Linked DNA regions of Xenopus laevis: region 1 is linked to region 2. The links are chromatin contacts, called in public Hi-C maps. All regions are on one chromosome and are shown on one strand. The core of a region is the stretch at or near the end of the contact, and the rest is flanking DNA. Distances in the headings are between cores, read along the strand shown. Region 1 overlaps rassf7.L (ras association domain-containing protein 8). Region 2 holds the start of LOC108713896 (lamin tail domain-containing protein 1-like).

Region 1 (5,687 bases), core at 2,989-5,488, 65 kb before region 2:
AAGTATAAAAACAATATGGCAGCTCTGTTAAAAAAGTATATCTACATAGATCAATTAAAAATGCCTTGTGTCCTTATGTTACCCTTCTAATCAACAGGGCATATTCCATTTGTAAAGGAAAAGTGTACCCTGTTTAAAGTGGAATGTCTCATGTTATTGATTATTATTATTATTATTATTTATATATACAGTCTAGACTTCAATATCACTGTCAAGAGAAATTGATGTTTGTTAGTTGCCTGTAAATCTGCAGGTGAGACTACAGTGTATAATACTATAATACATACAAGCGGAATGTCCAAGCCCATCAATTAATGATCTTTCATGCAATTAGCTCTAGTGCTACATATTTTAAAGTCTACATTCCTAACCCCATCCTGGTCTTCCTACAGGTGAGCAGTAAGCCTACCTGAAGGTTTCTCCTGGCCTCCTCACAAGCCCTTTCCACGTTGGATAAGTTGCTCTCCAGCTGACGTCCTTGCCCAATCTTAGTCTCCAGCTCTTTCCTCATCTTGATAACCATTTCTTCTAGGTCAGTAAGACTGGGCCCTGACGCAAGTCTCTTGGAAGTCTCTTTTTGGATCTCCAGCTCTAGGGCTTCTGTCCGCTCAGTGAGCTCCTGTATTTTCACGGTGTACTCCTCCATTGTAGCCCTAAGCTTTCTCATTTTCTCCTGCCTCCCTTGTTCCTCTGCCCTTTCCCTTTGCAGTTCATCCTCCCAAAACATCTCTTCTCCAAGCTCAGCTTCATTACACTGGATCAGTCTTTCCAAGTAAGCTATTTCATCTTCATCTTGATCCATGGGCCTCCCAGCTCTGCCTCTTTCCCACGTCTGGATATCCTTGCCTAAAGAAACATTTTGCATTTCTATGGACTTTAGCTGATCCTGCTGCCGTAACACCATCTTGAATATCTCCTCTTTGCTGGGGGGCCTCGGGGAGGAACCATCTTTAACAGGAGTGCCATTCACTTGCTTCTGTCTGTGCTTGGACAAAATATCAGTGGAACCTATAGGCCCCAAATTAAATGTCAATGACTTTTTGGGCTCCTTTGACTTTGTCACTTCTGTGCCAGCTGTTCGAGTATTTAGGGGCAAACTCGACCTGACAAAAGTCCTCTCTGGGGGCACAGGGCCTGTATCGGAGGATGGACGTTCAGCTAAGCTTGGTCCTGTGCGCCTCAAAATGAAATGCACATCATTGGCATATTGTCCACTCTTGGATAGGAACTCCAGGGGCCTTTCATGGGGCAGAAGTTGCCTCTCCTTGTCCCGAAGAGTCTGGATGAGGACATAACGTCCAGTTTGACCTATAACATAAATTATTGCATTATTATTTAGATTTAGACTGAAATGGCCATTATAACTTCCCACAAGTTAACTGCAACCATATCCTTACATAAATCTATAAATATTCCAAGATAATGATATGGTTTTATGAGCATCAGCTTGCATTTACTGGGATGTGGCTTAAGTTATACAGATACAGCAGGAACATCACCCTCACCAAAATCTGCTGATAACAGAAAACTATGACAGCACAGGTATGCCCTATACTAAGCACAAAGCAACTGCAGCATCAAAAGGGTACATTGTACTATAAACTCAGCTACAATCTTCCTCACAATGCTAATGGGCCAAAACAATGATAGGAGGTTTATTTTGGAGGCATTTAGGGGATTATTTACTAAAACTCAAATGTATCTCATATTTTTAGCTCGACCAAACTCCCATCCACGGTTTTATCTTATTTATCAATAAAATAACTTGAAGAAGTCAGATCAAGAAAAAAAACTATAAAATCAAGAGAAAACTCGAATCGTATACATTTTTCAGATTTGACACCCAAATCAGTTGATTTGTTCAGGGTATTGCCCGAAAACCCCAAATTATTCAGATCATTGGAGGAAACCCAGCACAGATCCCTATATCTTTAATTTGTATAAGGGACATCTGGCACTGAGTTCTACATGACAGACAGGTTTGAGATGGTGAAACTCAAACCTTTAGCAGCTTCTGGGTATAATAAATCTCAAAAAATGTTAGTTTATTTTTTCATCTAAAACTTCTAGTATTTCCCCAAAAAACCTTGACCAAAAAAAATCAAGGTTTAGTAAATAACCCCCTAACTTTAGGGGCCTATTTATGAAGCCTCGTTTTTTTCTGGGTGAATTTTCTCAAAATTTTTATTTCATCCCAAAGCTGCGAATACTCCAGCTAAAATCTGTCAAGGTCATGGCAGATGTAATTTTTACAACTTGACATTGTGATATGCTCCGGATAATCCGAAAAAGTCGGGGGTTTTGGGCGACAACTCGAAAAAAAATCTAGCAATTTGGGAGTCAAATTCAAAAAAAAGGCATACAATTCGAATTGTTGCACAATTTTGTCGAGACTTTTCCGACACCGGCTTTTTTCGAGCTGATTTGATAAATGAGTTAAATTCGTGGATGGAAGTTAGGTCGACTTTGTTTTAATTAAAAAAAAATGGGATAAATTCAAATATTAGTAAATATCCCCCTAAAATTTCAAGGGCTGTAACTTTCAGATAAGCTAAGCCCTGAGGTCATTAGATGCCTACCTATGGCTTGGGCCAAAGCAATGACGACATCCTGGCAGGACGTTTGCTCCGACACACCACAGACCACACGTTGCACTCCATCCACCCACACCTTCAGCTCCATATTGAACACGAGGAATGAGGTCGGCCTGAATTCGGTTTGGCTTACAATATCCACATCACTGTACCATAGGGATCACCCTGCAAAAACACAAAGAACAAACACATTGAGGGTCTGGTTACAAGTGCACATCCACTTAAATGTTTCTGTTATATGGAACGTATCATAGCATAATAAATATATCTTAATATTATTTGTAACTGTAATTACTACAGCAGTATCCTTCCTTTGCTAAGCCATGCACTGGTGGTCCATACTGCATGCAACACGTAAAGGCCATTTATCAAAGGTTGATTTTGAATTCATGTGAGTTTTCCTTAACTTTAATAAATTCGAATATACTCTAAATTCGATTAGGAGGTTATTTAAGAAAAAAATCGAATATAACAAACAAGTATTACCAACCCGAAAACTCAAACCGAATTCGACTAATCTCGAACTGAGTTTTTTCCCCCCAAAAAAACTTGAATGTCAGGAAGGCTATTAACATCTTCAAATGGGTCACTGGAAGTCTCCCATTGTCTGATCTTGACAGGTTTTAGGTGGTGAATAGTCAAATTATTCCCAGGGTATAGGTTTGATAAATCTCGAAATTCAAATTTGAATTCTAATTGAGTTTGGATAATTCACAATTCGTATTTGAGAGTTTTAACCAAAAATAGATTTTTCGAAAATTCAATTTACTTTTCGATCTCTAAAGGGATACTGTCATGGGAAAACATGTTTTTTTCAAAACGCATCAGTTAGGGTCAGTCCACACAAGCAGATTCGTGGAGATTTAGTCGCCTGGCGACTAATCGCCTCCTCTTCTGGGCGACAATCTCCCCGAACTGCCTTCGCGTGTCTTTTGCGTGTCAACAAGCATACTTCGGGCGACTTCGGAAAACGAAGTGCCGCGTGTGCTTTAGTGCAGGCGACTTTTCATTATAGTGGACAGGAAGACACGCGGAGGCAGCACTATTAACTGATGCGTTTTGAAAAAAAAAATGTTTTCCCATAACAGTATCCCTTTAATAAATCTGCCCCTTAAACTAATTTAGCAGTGGTTAGCTCTCCTCCAGCTTTCCATACCATTAGTTTGGAGTCTCATGGATATTATTAATAAGTTGAAAGAACTGAAAGAACTTGGTTCAATTAGTCCAATTAGTGCTGCCAGTGGTGACACAGGCCTATAGAACATCGTTTGTACAATACACTAATTCCATATAAATTTTAAAGTACAAGAAGAAAGTCTGCCTCCTCACAGAAACAGGAGGGGTACTGTTGATGCAGGATTTATTTATATCTATAGGGACACAGTCACTGCAGTCTGCTCTGTAATTATGCATTAATAATGCATTAGATGGATGGGAATGCAAAAGAAAATACCAAGGGGTTAAACATGAATGATGATTCTGCCAATGATTCAGGGAGTGGATAAAAGCAAAGTATGTGAGGAATGCAGGGCAGCTCATTGTGAGCACTATTCATGGTGATACTGATGTCATTAGGGAACTTTGCTAGAATGTGACTGGGCCACAAGGATCACATTCTATTGCAACACAAACAAATAGAAGTTTCTAATTATTATTATTTTATTATTAGCCGACCAGTTTCACTTAAGACATTAGGCTATTAGGGGAATTTAATTTGTTGCTTTTACTAGTGTGTGAAATGTGCCACGCCAATGTCTGGGTTCTGTGGCTCCCATTTATGAATGTAAATAGGCCGAAACCTCAGTTGAAGGCTCTTTTCTCAACGAGAGAGCACAGAATAAATTTACATTTGATTTACTTTATTTCAGAATAAAAGAAACAGAATATATATATATATATATATATATATATATATATATATATATATATATATATATATATATATATATATATATATATATATATAGTCCTCCAAGAAGCCAGCACTCTCGAAAAATAGCTTTTGAACGCCTGGGTGCAGCATCGACAATTTCGAACTCCACATGCACAAATAAGATCCGCACTCACAGGACTTATGAAAATTATAGAAAATTTATTGCAAGAGTCTCTTGCAATAAATTTTCTATAATTTTCATAAGTCCTGTGAGTGCGGATCTTATATATATATATATATATATATATATAATACACAAAAGCCATGAATATCCTGTAAATTATATCCTTATAAGCGGTGAGTTCTGATGTCATCAGTTATAAACGGTGAGTTCTGATGTCATTTCTGTCACATGACTCACTGAAATTTGTGTATTATAATAAATAAAGTACCCCCAGTTGCAAAATATGAGGATATTAGAAGTTACCTCGGAGTTCCATGACCTGTATAAAAACACTCGGCCTTCGGCCTCGTGTTTTTATATGGTCATGAAACTCCTCGGTAACTTATAATATCCTTATATTTTACAAAAGGGGGTACTTTATTCACTATATATATATATATATATATATATATATATATATATATATATATATATATATATACACACACACACACACACACACACACACACACCATAACCTTGGTTTATTGTCTAAATTCTGTTTTTATTCTGAAATACAGTAAATTACCATAGGCAACACCACTGCTTTATTGCTCTTTATGGGGCATACAGTATGGGGCAGATTAACTAAGATCGAGTGAATAATTCAAATGCAAAAATATTCGAATTTAGAAGTATTTTTTGGGTACTTCGACCATCAAATTGGTCAAATTCGATCGAATCGAATGATTCGAACGATTCGAAGTAAAAATCGTTCGACTATTCGATAATCGAGGTACTGTCTTTTTAAAGGAAAACTATACCCCCAAAATGAATACTTAAGCAAAAGATAGTTTATATCAAATTGAATGACATATTAAAGAATCTTACCAAACTGGAATATATATTTACATAAATATTGCCCTTTTACATCTCTTGCCTTGAACCACCATTTCGTGACTGTATTTGTGCTGCCTCAGAGATCACCTGACCAGAAATACTACAACACTAACTGTAACAGGAAGAAGTGTTGAAGCAAAAGGCAGAACTCTGTCTG
Region 2 (5,612 bases), core at 2,924-5,423:
ATTCATCTACATCAACAGCACCAACCAACTGGAAAGAGAAGCTTCAGTTGATCCTGTCTGCCATGCTTTATTAACCACTTGTGAAATTCCTGCTTCTTCTAGGAGGATCTGTTTTCAAAACTCAAAAAGACAGTCAGGAGATGGACAGATCGGCTTTGCTAATGAAAAGAAAACAGGTTCTGAAGTACAATGAATGATGTCACAATATTTTAGAAGGGGGCGGAGGAGAGAAAAACCTTGTTTTATTTTCACCAGAAGAATGTCTGCTTTAGATCACAGGTCTTTTGTGCCTTGGAAATGAGGCAAAATATGTTCATCTTTGTGCTTGACAAACAGTAGAGCCAACGTGAGAAATAACTGCATGACGTCCAAAAGAGTGTATGTGCAACGCAGGTATATATTTTTCATATAGGGATTAATACATATTCTCTCATACATGGCTAGCTACTAGGATCATAAAAACAGGTGCAGCACACTCCTGGGTCCAGTTGTGTAGAAGCCACTGTGGTATACTGCCATTTTATATAATCTGTGTGCAGTGTATTCTTCTTCTTCAAATCTGGACCTTGGATATCCAGATTGGTTGAAGTGCTACAGATCTATGAATTCCAGATCTCCAGAACCTGCCAAACATGGGTCGCAACTAGGGTATTTTACCGGCCTGTAAAAATGATGGTTGAGCCCAATGTTATTAATAGGGAAAAAAGATAAATATATAGGAAGCCCGGTATTTTTTTTCAGCAAAATTCTGAATCCTTTTTGAAAGATTCGGCAAAATACTGAACTGAATCCGAACCCTAATTTACGTATGCAAATTAGGGAAACAAGGGGGGAAAGAGAACTGTGTGCACAGAGAACAGTTTTACTTCCTTGTTTGGGTGACAAAAAGTCACGCGTTATTTTGGTTTTTGATTCAGTTCGGCCGAATCCTGCTGAAAGAGGTAGAATCTTGGCCACCTGTAATAGTATTAAATGAGCCCTTTGAGCTCCAACATTTTTGTATATTTTTTTACCATTGTTGGTCTATGTTTTGTATTGTTCTGTAAGTCTGTTCTGTTACTGCATTGTTTGAAATGTACAGCAATGCCTATAAAAAAATAAACACCCACATAATATATAGAACAAAACTCAGTTCAAGATAAAAGCTTCAGGCATAGGTGTCTGCAGAAGTCATCAACCAAGAGCAACCTGTTTCAAAGATGTCAGTAGCCGGGGGGGATCACACCAAAAATGTGGGTGTGGCTTATTTGGTGTAAAGGCATGAACAAATGGGAGAGGCCTTCTCATATAATTGAATGCTCACTTGACATGCACACATCTTATTTTGAGGGGGAGATTGTAAAAAAAAACAATAACAGGGAAATGGCATATAATGATGGGAATATCAGGGAGAAATTTATACATTTGGTGCCCTTAGGCTGGGACCACGTCTGGTCCCACTTTCCCTCTTCCTCTCTCTCTCCCTTCATATGCAGGCATGCTTGCGTGAGTCTTATATCGCTGGGTCCAGAGCACGGGGATAAGGAGAGTTGGGGCAACACAAGCATGACAAAAGTCTCAGGACATGCCTATTTGGTAGCCCCTATGTGGATGGACAGCATATAGTAGGCTCTGTTTGGCAGTATACCAATTAAAACTTGCGTGGAATTCAAAAATAAGCATGCTTTGAGGCCAGTGACAGCAACATCCAAGGGGTTGGTGAGCCACAGGTTGGGGATAACTGCTCCAGACTGCTCCAGACTAAGCCTACTAAGGTAAGGCCAGGTTTATAGGAAATTTATTGACAGCCCAGAAAAGTTGCTTACAACTTTCATAACTGTGTAACTTGGAGGAACTGTTTAAGTAAAGAGTGCTAAGTCCTGTTATTCATGGGTGCCCAGGTTCAACACCAGCATGGGTACTTGGGAACTCTTCTAATATTCCTTGTGTAATGAACAAATGGGCAGATCTTTCAGTGTATGGCCACCTTAACAGTCACACACAGCATCATGAGAAAGTATAAAATGTAACAAACATCAAGCTGGAGCCTGGCTGAGAGACCTGCAGTGTTATCAGGGAAGAAAGGCACATAATCAGCACATTAAGAGAACCTGGGGAACTTGTTTTAATCTGTTTGAGGGGAAACTCCAAGGGGGGACAAGTGCTCCCGCTTGCACCTCCCTGTGGACGCCTATGGCTTCAAGTGCTGGGTGCACAGAAAACTTGGAGGACTGTGTTTACGATAACTGAAACATGCATATTCCTGTAATAAAATCATTTCTCTTCCCTGTTACCTCTCTGTATGACCCTTCTTGATACATTCTTAACATTTTCTGTTTTTCTGCTACCCAGGGGCTTGACGTTAAGCTTGGGAGAGCACAGGGACTTAACCAACATAAAGATGAAAATTCTTTTTCCTTGAAGTCCATACTGCAGCACATATGGGTTAAATACCCTTCCTTATTCTGATAGGACAGACAAGAGCCAATTAAAAAACAGCAAAAATCACATAAATTCACTCCCCCGTCCCCCTCCATTGTGTTGTAACAAGAATACACAGAACAAACTGCTTCAATATATATTTATTTGGGTGGAAACCAGATGTGCTGCTGTATGGACTTCAAGGAAAAAGAAATTACGGTAAGTACAATTTCATCTTTCCTTGACGTCCTAAACAGCAGCACATATGGGATATAGCAAGTAACAGGGTGGAATCATTGCTTCTGGAACACCGACTGGAAAATCGTTCTACCGAAGGCTGCTTCCTGGGAAGCCGCAATGTCCAATCTGTAGTGTTTAGCAAATGTATGTCCATATGGCTGCTCTAGACCAACAATCGTTCTGCCCTGGAATCGTCGCGTCTATGGGGACCATTAATTGGGAAACAGGCCAACAAACTGGAAAATGAGGTTCAATGTTGATAAAAACAAGGTTATGCATTTTGGCAAAAATAATATAAATGCAAGTTATACACTAAGGGACACATTTAGCTCAAGTGAAGAAATAGAATAAAAATAAACTATTTTTTTCTTTGACCATCGAATTGGCTACTTCGACCTTCGACTACGACATGAAATCGAACAATTCAAACTAAAAATCGTTTGACTATTCGACCATTCGATAGACAAGGTACTGTCTCTTTAAAAAAAACTTTGACACTTCGCCAAGTAAAACCTACCGAACCTCAATGTTAGCCTATGGGGAAGGTCACGATTCGAAGAATTAAATCCTTCGAATCGTTCGTTAATTGTTCGATCAAACGATTTTTCCTTTGATCGAACGAATTGCAGTAAATCCTTTGACTTCGATATTCGAAGTCGAAGGATTTAACTTCGACAGTCGAATATCAAGGGTTAATAAACCCTCGATATTCGACCCTAATTAAATGTGCCCCTATATGGCAGTGTGTTTGGGAGTTTCCTTAAATGAGAAGGATCTTGGATTTTTTTGTAGATAACAAGTTGTCTAATTCTGGGCATTGCCAAATGTTAGGCACCCCCAAGTGATCGCATTTACTTACATGAAAGCCCGGGCCGATGCTCCTATCAGCAGAAAACGGCACCAGCCTGGGGTTCTTCCAGCGAACGAGCACCAGGGAGCGACCCTCTTCTGGCTTCTTCTGTCTTCAAATTTCACAGGGCAAAATGCATGCGCAGTAGAATGAAATAGCTGACTTTTTAGTTAAGTAATTATGTGCAGCAGCAGGAAGAAAGAAGAGGATTGCTCCGTGGAACAACCCTGGGTCGGTACAGTTTTCTGCCTCCACCGCCGGGGAGGTTTCCAGGGGCGGCTCTGGTACCAGAGCCAAATTTACGGTTTTTAAACCGGAAATTCGTCTTTACTAATGCAAGAGAGTGCAATTGCACTCTCCGCATTAGTGTTCCTGCCTCCCCTCCAGACAGGTAAGCCGACGAGGGGGGCGGCATTGCAGCAGCCGCCTCAGGCGGCTATTAGCTTAGAATCGGCGCTGCTGATAGGAGCACCAACCCGGGGTTTCACGTAAGTAAATACATTCACTTGGGGGTGCCTAACATTTGGCTCCCCCCCCCGAGTGTAAGAAAACTCTTTTAACTGACATGAAAATGAAAAAAGGATTTATGTTAAACGTCAAAAGAAAAAAATATGATGGTTTAGGCTTCATGTTCATTCCATAAATAAAACATTCTGTAATAGATTATTTTCCACTTTATCAGGTTCATCCCACTAAGGACCCGGGGGGGGGGGGAAATAGAAGAGTTTGTTTTTACTACAGGAGAATCATATAACAGAATGGCTTCCTTTAGTCAATGAACTTTGCTCTGTTGTAACAGGCCGGAGAGTTTATGACTGGGCCAAGCGGCATACCTAGATGCCATGGAAACATCAACAATAATGAGGTAACACGTTAGCAGAAATATCCGAACAGCACAGGGCAGCCACTAATGGAAACTCAACATTTTTCAAGGTAAATATATGCAGAAAAATATTAGGTTCTTCTAGCTTTGTAGAAAATCTGTATTTTTTATTTGCTCAGGGGGCTTGGAGCAGGGTTTGCTTTGGTTGATATACTTTGTTTTCATCAGGGTTTCTGAATATAACTGAATTCAGCAACCCTCCCTAAATAGCACGAGGACTCATTTTTTGGGTCCTGACCCACAGTTTAAGAATCCCTGGAAAGTAAGAAGAGTCCGGTAGTTTAAGCAGTGAAAACCCCTTGAGTGCACTTTATGGATACACACACACACACACAGGCTTCATTAACGGCCACAAGTGCAGGGAGCAAAGTGCGGTTTTGAGTGCAATTGCCATGTTTTTTCCCCCACAATACAGTGTTTTTCCAGTTTGTAGGACCAATTATATCTTATTCTTAGTTGGGATCAAGTACAAGGTACTGTATTATTATTACAGAGAAAAAATTAATTATTCTTAAAGATTTGCCTCATTTCATTACATAGTAACATAGAAACATAGTAAGTAAGGTTGAAAAAAGACACATGTCCATCAAGTTCAACTTTTTTTTTTTTTTTTTATATCTGCCTAAAGCTGGCCATACCAGCTGTACCAGTCATATTAGTTAAAGAACAGCAATCTGCCCCTGACAGCAATCGTACGATATCTATGTCCAACCAAAGCTAGTGACAGTCTCCCACTGAAAATCGTACGATCGGCAATACACGCAGAGATATTATCGGCAGCCGACAGAAATTTTCTAACCTCTCTGATCGACCAAACGACCGATCTCCGCCGGACGAAAAATTTCGGGACTCTCCACACACAGTTCGAAAATCGCCTTGATTCATACGATCAGATCTTTGCGTCTATGGCCAGCTTTACTGCCAGTTGATCCATAGGAAGGCAAAAAAAAAACCCATCTGAATCCTCACCAATTTGCCTCAAAGGGGGAAAAATTCCATCCTGACTCCAAAATGGCAATCGGACTAGTCCCTGGATCAACTTGTACTATGAGCTATCTTCCATAACCCTGTATTCCCTCACTTGCTAAACACCATCCAACCTCTTCTTAAAGCTATCTAATGTATCAGCCTGTACGAATGATTCAGGGAGAGAATTCCACATCTTCACGGCTCTCACTGTAAAAACCCCTTCCGAATATTTAGGCGGAACCTCTTTTCTTCTAATCGGAATGGGTGACC

Evidence for each region. A called contact is a pair of places that touch in the nucleus more often than the background predicts.
Region 1: a contact with region 2 is called in a Hi-C map of the XL177 cell line, with 2.2 times the contacts expected there. The contact joins the enhancer-like site here to the promoter of LOC108713896 in region 2. A contact is called at or near these places in 2 of 4 Hi-C or Micro-C datasets (the XL177 cell line and the XTC cell line).

What each region holds. Positions count from the first base shown.
Region 1 is chr4L:25,700,977-25,706,663 of Xenopus_laevis_v10.1, reverse strand. rassf7.L (ras association domain-containing protein 8) reads right to left here. Exons shown (of 6, transcript XM_018256779.2): 2 at 2,580-2,759; 3 at 410-1,308. The coding sequence starts at 2,682. Among protein-coding and RNA genes, the nearest start is that of phrf1.L, 31 kb to the left of the region's middle. Within about 2 kb of position 4,238, at least 1 of the 7 cell types and tissues checked has an H3K27ac peak or open chromatin away from gene starts, as enhancers often do.
Region 2 is chr4L:25,636,302-25,641,913 of Xenopus_laevis_v10.1, reverse strand. LOC108713896 (lamin tail domain-containing protein 1-like) reads left to right here and starts at 4,173. Exons shown (of 7, transcript XM_041589994.1): 1 at 4,173-4,423. The coding sequence starts at 4,401.